Regions from separate parts of the Ovis aries genome. Here region 1 is linked to region 2. A link is a contact called in public Hi-C data. All regions are on one chromosome and are shown on one strand. Each heading gives the region's core, a stretch centred on a gene start, on an enhancer-like site or on the middle of the called end of the contact. The rest is flanking DNA. Distances are from core to core; before and after follow the strand shown. Region 1 overlaps MYO5C (myosin VC). Region 2 has its middle 52 kb from the start of ATOSA.

Region 1 (2,700 bases), core at 49-2,548, 430 kb after region 2:
GAATTTAAATTTTTGGCTAAGTGGGCAAACTTCAAACAGGAGGAACTGCAAATTTTTAAGAACTTGTTAGAGTATATTTTAAATTTAAATTTTAAAATTAAACCCCTCTTTAAAAATTTAAACAGTAACATGTTCACTTGTCACCCATGAATTCATTTTACCCCTCCAAAAAAGTAAGCTCTCCTCTTTAAATAAGAGTGTTACTGTCTGGAGTGAATCCTTTCATGCCTTTCTCCAGTATACCCATGGTTGGATTAGCCCTCATCCCATGGATGGAGGAGCCTGGTGGGCTGCAGTCCATGGGGTCACTAAGAGTCGGACATGACTGAGCGACTTCACTCTCACTTTTCACTTTTATGCATTGGAGAAGGAAATGGCAACCCCCTCCAGTGTTCTTGCCTGGAGAATCCCAGGGACAGGGGAGCCTGGTGGGCTGCCGTCTATGGGGTCACACAGAGTCGGACACGACTGAAGTGACTTAGCAGCAGCTGCTGTGAGAGCTGAGCTCAGGATGAACTGGGAATAAGGCAGCCTGAAAGGGAAAGTTACCCTGCATGAAGACAATGAAAGCCCAAGCTGTGAGCCTTGAGATTTCAGCTCCGGTCGTCGAGGAGGCTTGTGGTTCCCTAGCCAGCCAGATGTTTATGTTCTCTGGACACCGAGCTGGAAGAGCTTGGGGCCAGGAGTCAGATCCCAAGGAGTAAGCACTGCACCACCCTGTTGTATGGCCTGGAGGGCATCACTGAACCTCAGTTTCTGTGTCTGTAAGATGGGGCCTCTCTCGCAAGGACAAGTCAAATGGAAGAAATTGTGAATGCATCTTTACAAACCACAAGGATTATTCTGATGTGAACAGGAAAAGGAAAGTCATTGATGTTTGACATCCTGCCTCTACCCTAGGAAGTCCTGCCTTTGGCCCCAGCTGTGGGCTGCAGAGCACAGTGAGGCCCTTCTGCCTCACCTCCAGGCCCAGCTGTGGCCTGTCTGCAGTGTCCAGCCGGCCGAGCCTCTCGATCACCCAGGGCACTAGTGGAATGGGGCTGTCAGGGCTCTGGGTTCTCCTCTTGCTCCATGAACAGTCTGGGACCTTCACCTCCTCAGAAATTCTACACTGAGCCAAATGGGCTCAGACATGTGAGACTCCCAGGGGACCTGTGGTTGGAGCTGGCAGGAAACTCAGGATTAGAGCGATTAAGAACTAAGGCTTTAGAGTCACCACGAGCTGGGGTCAGATTTCGCGTGTCTGGCACCGCTCTGTGATGGTCACCATCTCTTCTGACCGTTGTGTGGAACGGTGGGGTAAGGGCAGCCCTTCACCTAGGGTGGTGTTAGGGTTAAGCATGGTGATGGGCATCAGCACCAACACCTAAAGTGCTCGCATTCCTCCTGGCAGGAGCGCTCCTCTGCCCAGGGGGTGGATCAGGTGCCCCAGTTCTGTTCAGCCTACATCATGTTTTACAGAGGGAGGTAATTCACGTAAAAGTCCAGGTTTCTGGATTCTTTTGAGAGTCAGGTGACCAGACATCCTGACCTGATTAAGCCATGGCCACAGCTGGCTCGAGCTGAGCAGCAACCATCCTGTAGGGCAGACCTGGTTATCATGGGTCCCACCCAGTTCCAGCCCCTCTCCATGCTGTCGTCTCCCGGCCTTTTCAGCTCCTGGGTCTGCAACTCCAGAGGCAGCCATTGAAAGTCTGAAGATGGAGGTGGGGCCGCGTCTTCCTTGGGCCTGAAGGGGTCTGCTGGGCTGTGACCTTGCTCTTTTCCTGTGAGGACTATGAAAGCGCCCCTCGGGGAGGCAAAACCGTGCTGCCTCTGCCTTCAGCAATGGGTGGGGGCGCAGGAGACAACGTTGCTTTTTTCACTGGGAGCAGAAGTGTTACAGTCAGGTGGACTCATAGCTAACTCTGACACTGACTGTGTGACCCAGACAAATTTTTGAACTTCTCAGTCTTGTTTCCTCATCTATGAACTAAGGATAATGAGGCTGATGTCAGTGTTGTTGTACAGATTGTGTGATATGCCATGTTGTGCACACGCCTACTTTAGTCCCTGCCTCAAGTAGGTGTTTTGTACACACCAGATTCCTTCCTGGGGCCGCCTGGAAAAACGTGATTTATCAGCTCACTGCTAGGATGGTTAAAACAAGAATTGAGGCATGTTTACAACTCACAGAAAACATAAAAAACTGTGAAAGTTGTGAAAGTTGTGAAAAATACTAACCTATAAGCAAATGTGTATGTCCTTCAAGTTATGTCTTAACTAGTTTAAACTGTATTTCAGTTTTGAAACCTTTGATGTGAACAGCTTTGAACAGTTTTGCATCAATTATGCTAATGAAAAGCTGCAACAGCAGTTTAACCTGGTAGGTGACTTTTTTGCCTACTTGAAACTAGCTCTCAGCTGTGTCTGTCTGTCTGTCTGAAAAGGGAGAGAGGCCGAGTTTGGCTCTTTGCCTCTTCAAATCTCGCCAGCATAGAGAGTCACATGCTGGCTTACTGCACCATCTTGTGGCTGTTCCTTGAAACTGCACCTTCCCGCCCGATTTCATTTTTGTGGAGGCACCTGCCAACGTTTGTTTCAGTTCATCACCTGCCATTCTTGGATACAGACCCCTTCCAGCCAGACCAAGTCACTCAGTTTCCTGCAGGCTCCAGTCCTTGTGAGCCTCGGTATCTGCACCTACTCTCTGCCACAACC
Region 2 (2,700 bases), core at 147-2,646:
CTTTCTAGTATGAGGCAGTGCAAGATAAATTTGGTTTCTATTACTTTTGTTATTTCTCAGTAAGAGCAGAACTTGCAAAATAGCTTAGGTTTACAGATCTGATTTACTTCAATGTTCATGTCCTTACAGGGTTGTTTCTAAGGAATAATGCAAGATCTTTTCATTAACTCCTCAAAGGCTCTGGGAATCAGGCCTCAAATGTGATCTTTTTTGTTGTTAAAACATATTTGGACCACTTAATAGCCACCATCAGTTCTACGACTCAAGTGTTCTGTTCAATGAATGTAGTTGTAACAGCCAACACATATATATTTTTAAAGTGTACCTTTTTTAGAAAGTGTGCTTATTTATTTTTGGCTGTGCTAGGTCTTCATTGCTGCATGTGGGCTTTCTCTAGTTGCGGTGAGTGGGGGCTACATTTTGGTGGGGTGTTCAGGCTTCTGATTGCGATGGCTTCCGTTGTTGCAGAGCACAGGCCCTAAGGGCATGGTTTGACAGCTAACAGACTTTTGGTCCTTTGTTTCTCATTTTACATTTACTCGTTTCATAAATGTGAAATCAGTGCCTACAGTGCGCTGTGGGAGAGAGGAGGTATAGGATTTGACCTCTGATTTCAAGGAAATAGTTGGGGACTAATTCTAGGGTAGCACAAATGGCAATGAACAATGTATGTATAAATGCTGAGTGTTTAAAAAGGAGAGCAATTACCATGGGAGATGACTCAAGCAGATGTAGAAGAAAGAACAGGGAATTTGGTACTTAAGAAAACAATAGAATTTGAGGCACTGCTGGCAGTATGTCAGACTAGAGACTCTGAACAGATCCTCCAACAAAACAACTAGACCTCCAATGAAATATACTCTCCTTTGCATCAGTGAGCTTGCAGAATTAAGGGAAATTTCCCTGGTGCAGAGATTAAAATGTTTGCTAAAACCAGAGTGGTGAATGAGGACACAGGAGGGAAACTGTGGTTGCCCTGGGGGGAAGTCCTAATGAAGGAGCTGTGGCTCCGGTATCCATCCGCTCAGGCTGCTGTAAGAACAGACCACAGGCGGGGAGGGGGTTGAAACCCAGAGTGTATGTTCTCACAGTTCTGGAGGTTAGATGTCCAAGGTCTAGGTGCCAACTCCCAAGGTTGGGTTCTTCTGAGGTTTCTCTCCTTGGCCTGAAGATTGTCACCCTCTTGCTGTCTCTTCACACGGTCGTACTCAGGCCTCCCTAGCTTCTTTTCTTCTTATAAGAACACCAGTCATGTTGGATTAGTGTCCCATCCTAACAGTCTCTTTTTAACTTTATCACCTCTTCAAAGACCTTATCACTTAGCATGGTTACACTCTGTGGTATTGAGAACTGGGACTTCAACATAGTAATTAAGAGGTAGAGGGAGGCAGAGTCCAGCCCATAACAGAGTCTAAGCTCTGAGTCCTGGCTCCAGATTAAGCCAAAAACCCTGGAAGGGGCCAAAGGTCCCAGTCAGTAGTGCTCCCTGTATGCAGAGGTAAATGAAAACATTGCCTGAAAGAAAGTAACCCAGTCTTAGGCCATAAGTGTCCTTGTAGATCAATAGCAAATACATATGTACTCCTTACCAACGACCAATAAGAAAAAAAGGCACCATGAGTGAGCATCTGCAAAAACAACAGACAACAGGGTTAGAAACGCTCAAAATTTTAAATAAATATTAGTGTCAACAAACATTCAATTAATTATCAAGTTAAGAAAAGGGGAATTTTATTTGACTCAAACTGAGGATTATAACTTAGGAAGCAGATTCTCAGAAAGCTCTGAGAACTACTCCATCTGTCAGAAGGTACAGTCATATACATTTTCAAGACAAAGGACCGTATATCAACATGATATACTGACACTTTATGTGAAGTTCACCAAGGACTGGGCTTCTCTTGTGGCTCAGATGGTAAAGAATCTGCCTATAATGTGGGAGATGTGGGCTATATCCCTGGATTGGGAAGTTCCCCTGGAGAAGGAAATGGCAACCCACTCTAGTGTTCTTGCCTGGAGAAACCCATGTACAGAGAAGGCTGGTAGGCTACAGTCCATGGGGTCGTGAAGACTCAGACACAACTGAGCGACTAACACTTTCACTTTCACCAAGGATACATAGGCCAGGTAAGCATATACAAAGCCAGGAGGAAGTCACTATGACCCCCCTGCTGCTGCTGCTGCTGCTAAGTCACTTCAGTCGAGTTCGACTCTGTGCAACCCCATAGACGGCAGCCCACCAGGCTCCCCTGTCCCTGGGATTCTCCAGGCAAGAACACTGGAGTGGGTTGCCATTTCCTTCTCCAATGCATGAAAGTGAAAATTGAAAGTGAAGTCGCTCAGTCATGTCCGATTCTTCGCGACCCCATGGACTGCAGCCAACCAGGCTCCTCTGTCCATGGCAAGAGTACTGGAGTGGGGTGCCATCACCTTTTCCACCATGACCCCCTACAGAGCCACAAAAGAACTCTGTTCTTTTAAGAAGTTGCCTTGCTAGTATCAGAAGAAAGAAAAAGAATTGCTCCTCAGGGTTGAGCAGGCACTCCCACCTTTGAGGAGCTCTGGTTCATGTATAATGCACACTGCACTTTACGGAGAGAGGAAGGGAGGGAGGGAGGAGGCCCAAACACACAGAGGGAATTTTGTGTTTAACTTTTTTCTGACCTGCCTTAAAATATAAATTTTATTTCATTGCTGGAA

The links. A called contact is a pair of places that touch in the nucleus more often than the background predicts.
Region 1: a contact with region 2 is called in a Hi-C map of liver, with 2.8 times the contacts expected there. The contact joins two enhancer-like sites. A contact is called at or near these places in 13 of 16 Hi-C or Micro-C datasets (blood, hypothalamus, liver and 5 more).

What each region holds. Positions count from the first base shown.
Region 1 is chr7:56,234,198-56,236,897 of ARS-UI_Ramb_v3.0, forward strand. MYO5C (myosin VC) reads left to right here. Exons shown (of 40, transcript XM_060417939.1): 11 at 2,284-2,365. Among named protein-coding and RNA genes, the nearest start is that of MYO5C, 45 kb to the left of the region's middle. Within about 2 kb of position 1,299, at least 6 of the 54 cell types and tissues checked have an H3K27ac peak or open chromatin away from gene starts, as enhancers often do. A contact at or near this core is called in liver, where this site is marked.
Region 2 is chr7:55,804,650-55,807,349 of ARS-UI_Ramb_v3.0, forward strand. No RefSeq gene overlaps it. Among named protein-coding and RNA genes, the nearest start is that of ATOSA, 52 kb to the right of the region's middle. Within about 2 kb of position 1,397, at least 2 of the 54 cell types and tissues checked have an H3K27ac peak or open chromatin away from gene starts, as enhancers often do. A contact at or near this core is called in liver, where this site is marked.